Linked DNA regions of Zea mays: regions 1 and 3 are each linked to region 2. A link is a contact called in public Hi-C data. All regions are on one chromosome and are shown on one strand. The core of a region is the stretch at or near the end of the contact, and the rest is flanking DNA. Distances in the headings are between cores, read along the strand shown. Region 1 holds the start of LOC100192099. Region 2 overlaps LOC103640927 (lysine-specific demethylase JMJ705). Region 3 holds the start of LOC103640928 (protein RETICULATA-RELATED 1, chloroplastic).

Region 1 (3,201 bases), core at 118-2,617, 340 kb after region 2:
CGGACAACACTCTGCAAATATCTCCTCTGAGCTCCTTCCTCAGCAGTCAGCAGGCAGAAATATCCTGCACATAGAGATATTTCTAGCTCCTGAAAATAAAAAGGTGCAGCGCAGTGCAGGCATGTGTCGCTGACAGCATGGCCAAAAAGCGCACCGGGCGGATCGGATCCGAGCCATGTCTTGTTGTGAAAGTATCACCAGCACACTTGGGCAACACCGGAGGACCACAGGAATGGGTCAGTGTCAAGGAGTGGGCCCAATCGTCGTGCAACCGTTAACCTCAAAATAGATTTGCTCTGAATCGGTAAACTCGCAGATATTCTCTCTGTCTCTCTCTCTCTGTGTGTGCGTGTGGAGTGACCTCCTTCGCAGGATTAATTGTTGTGAGTGAAAAATACCAGGGCACACTAGGCTTCGGCTACAGATCTTTACCAGCGGAGATAGAACATGGTATCGGCTTGCTTGAGACTAGATTTGTTCACTTCAAATGCATGGTAACCATATCCTGTATCCATCTGAATGTCTCAAAGAAGACGGACAAATATACAACGGGAAGAAAACAAAAGGGGGTCTGATTATAAACACAACATACACCGACATTTTTTTCTTCTTCTTTAAGTATATAGTTCACATACATGTTTTTGCTTTCTCTATAGGCTCAACTAGAACATGGTTTTCTCTTACTATGTTAAAGCATCTCCAACCAGAGTCATAATCTGAGTTGTATTTCGAATTGTAGCACTCTAACACCAAAAACTTGCTCTAATAGGGATCCTATTTTTTTTTTAAAAAAAATCATCATCAAATAACTACAGGTTCAGTCTCTCGAGTCCTACGTATAGACCCCATATGCTGTACACTGTTTCTAACCTTTCTTTTTCTAAATAACATGATTTATTTTATAAGACCAACTATTAGAACTACAAATTTTTTTTGTGCGCTTCAAATCAGATCATATTTTAGTTTTTAAGATTCAGTTATAAGACTTCTTGTTGGACTCAGTTATAAGACTTCTTGTTGGATATGCTATTAGGATAGTTAAATTGTAAAATTTGTAGATATGTCAAAATAAAAAAAAAGGGTTAGAGACAATGTCCAAATAAACTCGGTAATAAAGAGCAGGCACTCTCCCCACCTCACCTCAGTCACCACTACTTTCCCGCTCTATCCGTATATAACACCCACCACCACCGCCACTCTCCTTCCTCCTCTGCATGTCTCAACAACCCGTCTCCAAGAAACCACCTTCCCCCCTCGCTCCAATCCCAATCCTTCTCCGCGGACCAATAGAACCCAATCCGATCACTCCCCACGCAGTTTCCCCATATCGAAAGATCCGATCGGAGTCCGGCAGCTAATTCACCGGGGAAAGATGAAGGTCGACAGGGAGATGGAGATTCTGCTGAACGAGATCCCCCTCCTCCACCACGTCGGCCTCCTCGGCGGCAGCGAGGCCGGCGCGGACGACGACGCCGACCTCTCCTTCCTCATCCACGAGCTCGCCGCGATGGGCCTCGTCGACGGCGACGACGAGCTGCCGGCGCCGGGCGCTGCCACCGGCTACGGCTTCCCCACGAAAGGCGAGAACCTTGTCGCCATGCACTCGTTCTCCATGGCCAGCCACTACGCGCACATGCGCTCTCTGTTTGTTCCCGTCACCTTCGACGACGCCGCCGCGGCCGACGGCTGGGACATCCGGTGCTCCCCGCCGCCTTATGTGCCTCTGCCTTCTCCCGCCACGCCGAGGGCCCGGTGCAAGAGCGTGAGGAGGAAGAACGGCTCGGTGATGACGACGAGCCCCAAGAAGTGCGGAGCCGCCGCGGCGGCCAAGTGGCACGGCGAGAGCCTGGCCGGCCTGCGCGGGGTCATGTACCACATGGCGCGCGACCAGCACGGGTGCCGCCTGCTGCAGCAGAGGCTCGACGACGGCAAGCGCGAGGTCGACTATATCTTCGCCGGCGTCTCGCGCCACGCCGCGCAGCTGATGGTGGACCCGTTCGGGAACTACCTCATGCAGAAGCTGCTCGCCGTCTGCGACGACGGGCAGAGGATGACGCTTGTGCTCACCCTCACCGCCGACCCCTTCGCGCTCGTCAGGATATCCCTCAACGTCCATGGGTATAACTGTCAATTCACTCCCAGATTTTTTTGTTTGTTGTTGTTGTTGTTGTTATCAATGTGCATATTTTTGCTTTTGCCCCTGGGTGGCTTGTGGTTTTGGTTGAATTCGGTGATGGCGTTTCAGAACACGGGCGGTGCAGAAGCTGATCGAGAGACTCAGTGCAAGGGAAGAGATTGGTCTTGTCATGGATGCTCTGCGCCCTGGCTTCTTGGAGCTCATCAAGGATACCAATGGCAACCATGTCGTGCAAAAGTGTTTGCATTCGTTTGCTTCAAACGATAATAAGGTCTGTATGGGTGTGCATCTGGAATTTTTGTATGCCGCCATTTGCTCTGAAGTTTAGAGCTTTTTTTCTTTTACTATTCTAGTGGTTACATCTTCTGTAGATGAGCTCTTTGTTACAAAATTTAGACCAAACCTTTCCATTCAGAAAAAAAAGAGACGATAAGGCAGATATAAGTAATTCTGTAACTGTATTATGGCCATTGACATTCTTTTGACACTGATTGATGTCAGATTTGTCTTGGACCGCTTTCACATGTCTGAAGTTTGTGGCCTCACTTTTCGTTTAAGATCAGATATATATTAACTGACAAGCTACAACCTTCAGGCGATCTTTGCTGCTGCTGCACTCCACTGCGTCGATATCGGGATGCAAATCCACGGTTGCTGTGTCCTACAGCGGTGCATTGCGCGGTCGCGTGGTGAGCACAGGGACAAGCTGGTTGCCGCCATTGCTCACAATGGGTTTAAGCTTGCCGAAGATGCATATGGGTAACAACACTACTCTGTCCAAAATTCCTCATACTTTTATCAGGTTGCATCTCTGGAACCAACTTGCAAGATTTTTATGGTTGCAGGAACTACGTTGTCCAGGTTGTACTGGACTTGAAGATACCAACTGCGAATTCAAGCCTTGCGCAACAGTTTGGAGGCAAGTATATCCACCTGTCCATGCAGAAGTTCAGCAGCAATGTTGTGGAGAAATGCCTGAAAGTGTTCAAGGAGGTTGACAAGGCCAAGATCATACTGGAACTCCTTGCCACGCCACACCTGGAGCAACTGCTTCCGCACTGCTA
Region 2 (3,009 bases), core at 100-2,599:
ACAAAGAAAAAGGTAGCTGGATGGTGGTGTGGCAAAAAATGGATGTCAAACCAAGTTCATCCACTTTTAGCTTGTGAACAGGTAGAACAGAATCATGAAACAGTTTACAGCAAAACGATGTTATCTGCTAGTTGTGACAGGATGCAAGAACAATCAACAAGATCTACTACCCTGATCAACCAAAATTCTTCAAAAAAGATAACCAGAAGAAAAGAGGGGGACTCTGTTGAGAAATCTAGAGGCAAAAAGAAGAGATGCAGTGCCAGTGCTTCTGATGAAGCTGCTTTGCACTGCAGTGTGTATGATCAGCCTGTAAATTCTGATAATCATGCCAAATATGAAGATGGAGATGAAAGTGTGGAAGCACGGAACACCCGACATCATCAACAATATGAATCGCTAAATAAAAAATCAAGTTTGAAGAGGCGAAAGGATAATAATAGAAGCAACAGCTTTCATGAGCTACACAAGGACAATGTTGACATTGACTGCAGGTTTGATACAGACGGCACTGAAAACACCTCAATAGGTGACTGGGATAATAGTCCACCACAAGGGGGTGATGTCAAAGCAGTGAAATCTGGTGCTCGATTGCTAGGCACTAAGAGGTTTAGCAAGGAGAAGGGAAGTAATGGTTTGTCAAATGTAAACAAGAAATTGGTAAAGATGGGTAAGAAAATTAGTACTAAGAAGCAAAAGAATGACAAAACAAATAGGCAGTTTCAAGAAAATCACAAAAAGGCTGACATTGTGGATTTGCTTCATGAAGATGATGGAGATGAAGGCACATACATAGACTGCAATGAAATTCGAAAACAAAAAACAGATGACGTGAGAGTAAAATCTAGAGGCAAAATGCAAAGTGGCAAGAAAAAAGTCAGCAGATGTCAGGCAAGTGATGGTTCGCACAATGGAGGCAAGGAAATGAAATTATCAAGTGACATAGAAGTGTGCAACAGAAGAGGAGATGGAACAACGGCAGCCAATTTTGAAGAAATTCCAAAAGAAAAGGCCGATGCTGTGAAAGTGAAACCCAAGATGCAAGGTGACAAGAAAAAAACCAGTAAACATCAGGCAGGCGATGGAGATAAAGGAGCAAAATTTTCTTGCGATATAGAAGGGTGTGACATGAGTTTCAGCACCCAGCATGACCTGTCGCTGCACAAGAGAGACATCTGTCCTGTCAAAGGATGCAAGAAGAAGTTCTTCTGCCATAAATACTTGCTCCAGCACCGCAAAGTGCACCTGGATGAAAGGCCGCTCATGTGCTCATTCCCAGGCTGCGCGAAGACATTCAAGTGGCCATGGGCGAGGACAGAGCACATGAGGGTGCATACAGGGGTGCGCCCGTACGCATGCACGGAACCTGGCTGCACCCAGACGTTCCGGTTTGTGTCGGACTTCAGCCGCCACAAGAGGAAGACTGGCCACTCGTGTGACAAGAAAAAGAAACGCGGCCTTTGACTGCTCGTGCACAAGTACAGGTTTCTTCTCTGACGGCGAGCGATCTGAAGGGGATGGATGCTAATCGAATAATTGCGCCAGGTTCCATTGTTTGCAGAATTAATCTGCATTAGGAGTCTAATTCATTTCATTGTTTATTACCGCTGCAACATAACAGCTCATTCACTGTCGCTTTAGGTCCAACTGACCTGCTGGTGACTGAGATTGTACCATGTCAATTGTATCGTTCTTTCGTTCATACTTAGAAATCGGGAAGTTTCTGTTGACAGGAACGTTGGATTTAGTGTACGGCGCCTGTTATTAACATGCGTGTAATTCTGTACTGAAGTGCTCCTTTCTTATTTTTACATTTTTTAAAATCTGGAAGGAATTAGTGTACGGCGCCTGCTAGTTTTGATGTAGGATTCATTTGGCAGTTCTTGAAACGATTATCGCAAAAATAGAATCACTTGTTGGAAAGCTCTGGCTCACTGATTTGGATTCCATCATGGCTGGATACTGATAAGAAGCTACCTACATGAGTATTGTGTTACAGTATTGAGTATTTTTCAGGAAATTATATCCTTAACTTTCATGCAAATACACAACCAATCTCATGGTCGTTTCCAAGGAAAAACATGACCCATGTCATTAAAAATACACTTCACACAAAATCAATCAAGATCGCTTTCGAGGAAATATATGATCCATCTTATAAAAACAGAGACAAATATTGATAACACATAAGCTGCATCACTTGCGTTCATCTCCCTCTTCAATGTGATGTTAGACTAAACCAAAAATCTAATATGATGCGCGAATGCTTGTAATCATGTTGCTGAATATGACCTGTCGTTTCAGTACTTAAACAACTCACGTTTGCCTGAAATATTGATTTGTATATATAGTAAATAATTTGAAACAAAAAGGATGGAGCAACCATGTAAAGAAAAAAATGCAATCACAGAATTTCTTCAAGCAAAGCATAATGACACAGGGTTGTTTTGCCAAGGAACACGCCTAATCCAAAACAATTCAGTTTAGCAAAAGCACTATTACAAGATTAAAACATCTAGATATATGATATATTTGTTTATCTTGGTGCTTTGATTAGTTCGTTTCACTTAAAATCATCTTATGACCTATCAGACCGGTTAACATTTATTTCTGAACATTAACACGTTTTCTTAACAAACGCAGTAGAGCTACGTGTAATTATATTAAGAAGAAAAAACATAGGAGAGACAAGACTTGTCAACCCCTAATACAAAGGCCCATAGGCCAAGACTCCCTTGACAATAACACAACGTGCCACGCACACAGAGCAACATCACGACCAAAGCAACAACCAGTAGCCAAACTGCTAGGGTCCCCTAGGGAGCTGGCGCAGGAGGAGGTCTTGTAGAGCTGATGCACCAGCTAAGCACCAAGCACTGCCCTCCTCAATCACAACACTCCTAACTTGTTGGATGCAGGGTACAACCCCCTCAAACACACAAGCATTACAGTGCTTCCAAATCTCTCAAGCAACCAAAATAATCAGGGAATTAAGACATTTTCTTAGAC
Region 3 (3,151 bases), core at 50-2,549, 270 kb before region 2:
TAGTTCTGACCCTTTTCAGAATGCCTATTCCCTATGGCATGGGAGAAATAGTATAAGCAAAGCAAACACCAGACAACATGCGCATTTGTTAAAAGAATATGGAATCCGCAGTAGCAAGCAGTGGCAGAGGACTCATTACGGCGCAGTGTGGCTGGCGCCATACCTAAACGATTAAAACCGTTATATGCTTCCATACAGAAACTAAGGCATTGTGGTGTGGTGGTAACACCTTGGCACTGTGTTGTTCAGGTTGTGTATTCAATTCCTGTAATATGCATCGTAGTCTCCTTTTTTCTACTATATATCAAGCCACACCTAATTTTCTTTGTGTCCTCCACCACCGGTAGCAAGACACGTTCAGGCACACACCTTTGGATGGAAAAATGCATAGGAAACTCTCTGTTTTGAAGATGTAATCAGAAAAATTTTGAAGCAAATATCCATGCCGAGTAGCAAGTCTAAACAGAGCATGTTACACAATACAAGCACATCTTTTCCATGATTTCCATACAACTATTCTACCATCACCCGCTTTCTGCCCTGCATACCTTATCCAATACCTTGGCACTCGATCACTGTAGTCACCACTGTGCCAAACATGGGTACTCCGCACTCTATTGCATCCAGCAAAAATTCCGCACTCTAAAGGCTTATTATCCCTAAAATTCTAAACCTTATTTCGGAATGCCCCTTCCTCCAGCAAAAATTACGCAAACCTGCGAGAGGATTAGGATTAGATAACAACCTCGGGCATGATCTTCTTGCGACGCTGGGAGAGATCGAGCTTGGCCTTCTCGAGCGTGACGGCTCCTAATGTGCTGCGCTGCTTCCGTCCCCCCTTCATCACTGGCGCGGCGCGCGGCGGGGCCGAGGCTGGTGGCATCGCCCCCGTTTCCATCCCCGCCCCCGTCAACAAGAGGCATCTCTCAAGCGACGACGCGGCCTCCGACCGATCGGCCGATGGGAGCGGGGCAGAGGTGGAGGAGGCAGAAACGGCGAGGCGGACGAGCGCGGGAGCACGAGCGCGACGGCAGGGCGGGAGGAGGCGGAGGAGACCGGTGGTGGGGTTGGGGCGCGCAGGGCAGCGATGCGGATGGGTTATGGGTTGGTCCGGGGAAAGAGTGGGGTGGAAGGCAGCGAGTGACGACGCCATGGGAGGCGCAACGAAGGACAGGGTAGGGTTGGTAATGGGCCTGCGCGCTGTGCCGTCGGGAGCTTTATCGAAAGACGAGGCTATCTCTTCATCGCCGTGGTGAAGGCATGTTTGATTTTGACGAATCTATCATCCCTGACAGAATCCCGATGGTAAAGATCCAAGTGTTGGTAGTGTTGTTGGCAAACGTCGTCGTCTCTGCGCACGCGCGAACTGTTTGGCTTCGACGCCGAGAAGACTCTGTTCCTACCGCAGGTCGCAGACCGTTGGCCCTAGGTCGCAGACCGTTGGCCCTGCCGCGGAGAGCACCATAGGTATACCTCGCCGTGATTGGCGCCCAGATCAGCGTAACATATTTTTTGACGACTCCGTTGGGGACAAGGCATGAGGATCTATCAGATCGGGCCCTCAATGGCCGGTTCAAGAGATCATTTCAATGTCTCTCCCGGTAACATTATCGAGTCGACTATGGAGATTTTGTCGGCTGCAGATCAACAGGAATTCGAGGAGCATAAAGAACAGTTGATTAAGGAGGCTCAGGCCAAATTCCTGACCAACTTCAAGGTGGACACGAATTATAAGGTCGTCCGACAATGGGCAACTAACCTAGCTTCGCAACGACATACTGTAGCTACACCAAGGTAAGTTAAACAAATAAAATCCAAGCTCCTAGATCCTACATAGATGAACAACGAGAACAGATGCAACAAATAATAGGGGTATGCAAGATGATTACAAAAGGCTAGCACGTGCATTTGATAAATCTGATGTTGCTAGTTTTCCTTCGCACGAGGTTGAAACTAAGGAAAATACATGTGATTCATCGACTGCAAATCGGCACGACCAATCCCAACCACTTTATGGGATTCCGATAAACACATCTCCTAAACAACCATAGCTTTCTACACATATCGGTGGCGTACAGCCGGACCGTCCGCGCATGAGCACGGACCGTCCGAACCAACGGGTGACTGACCCCGTTTTTCGAATCGAACCACCAAAATCCATGCTAGGGTCGTTGTATGACGCGTGAACCCGAACATACACACATGGACAATCTACGTACAGGGTCGGACAGTCCGCGTGTGTCACACCCGGTTTTAGAAGACAAACCGAATGCGAACCATGTACGTGTCAGGATCAGAAACTCACGTACACAGCGATAACATAATAGGACATCATTACACATTGCTCAAATAAATAGCGGAAAAGGTACTTTATTACATCAAGATGTCCAAGACATCCATAGAGTCATTAACATAACATAGTCATTAATGTGATCAAAATGCGGAATACGAAACGTAGCAGATAAGGCCATCACAGGCAGCTGGCTAGGGGGTTTGCCACTAACACAACTAGAATTCATCTAAAAGTCGCCTAGAGGGGGTTGAATAGGCGAAATCTCAAATTTACAAACTTTAAACATGCATTATGCTCGGGGTTAGTTTTAGAGATAATTTGGAGTGCGAAAGATAGTTCTCCTTGCTAAGAGTTGCTCAATCAATGCGGATAACTTTGGGAGCCAACTCAAACCAATATGTGCAAGGGAACTTTTAAAGAGAGGAGAGGGGATAAACAAATCGAATGGAGATCAACACAAATGAACACGGCGATTTGTTTACCGAGGTTCGGTTCTAAAGAACCTAGTCCCCGTTGAGGAGGCCATAAAGGTCGGGTCTATTCCAACCCTTTCCCTCTCTCAATCAATCACTTAGACCGGTCGAGTGCTTCTTAATCACACGGGTCACTAAGACCTCGCAAGGATCACCACACAATTAGGTGTCTCTTGCTTGCTTTACAATTCACTTAAAAGGTTGAGAAAGAGATGAAAAAGCACGATTGTGAAAGCCAAGCAACAAGAGCAATATGAAAAGACATAAAATCACACTCTCTCAAGTCACTATCACTAATGATCACTGGTCACAATTATGGAACTTGGAGAGATTTGGAAGCTTGAATGTGTCTTTGGTTGAAGTGAATGCTCTTGTATTGAATGAG

What was found. A called contact is a pair of places that touch in the nucleus more often than the background predicts.
Region 1: a Hi-C map of ear shows a contact between it and region 2, with 4 times the contacts expected there. The contact joins the promoter of LOC100192099 here to the enhancer-like site in region 2. A contact is called at or near these places in 2 of 25 Hi-C or Micro-C datasets (ear and tassel).
Region 3: a contact with region 2 is called in a Hi-C map of leaf, with 6 times the contacts expected there. The contact joins the promoter of LOC103640928 here to the enhancer-like site in region 2. A contact is called at or near these places in 4 of 25 Hi-C or Micro-C datasets (ear, endosperm, leaf and 1 more).

Annotation. Positions count from the first base shown.
Region 1 is chr10:19,719,053-19,722,253 of Zm-B73-REFERENCE-NAM-5.0, reverse strand. It overlaps LOC100192099, which reads left to right and starts at 1,367. Exons shown (of 5, transcript NM_001137522.1): 1 at 1,367-2,118; 2 at 2,246-2,408; 3 at 2,733-2,896; 4 at 2,983-3,201. The coding sequence starts at 1,373.
Region 2 is chr10:20,060,066-20,063,074 of Zm-B73-REFERENCE-NAM-5.0, reverse strand. LOC103640927 (lysine-specific demethylase JMJ705) reads left to right here. Exons shown (of 7, transcript XM_020545573.2): 7 at 1-1,918. The coding sequence ends at 1,464. Among protein-coding and RNA genes, the nearest start is that of LOC103640927, 11 kb to the left of the region's middle. Within about 2 kb of position 1,349, at least 7 of the 20 cell types and tissues checked have an H3K27ac peak or open chromatin away from gene starts, as enhancers often do. A contact at or near this core is called in ear and leaf, where this site is marked.
Region 3 is chr10:20,330,808-20,333,958 of Zm-B73-REFERENCE-NAM-5.0, reverse strand. LOC103640928 (protein RETICULATA-RELATED 1, chloroplastic) reads right to left here and starts at 1,299. Exons shown (of 8, transcript XM_020545303.2): 1 at 746-1,299. The coding sequence starts at 1,153.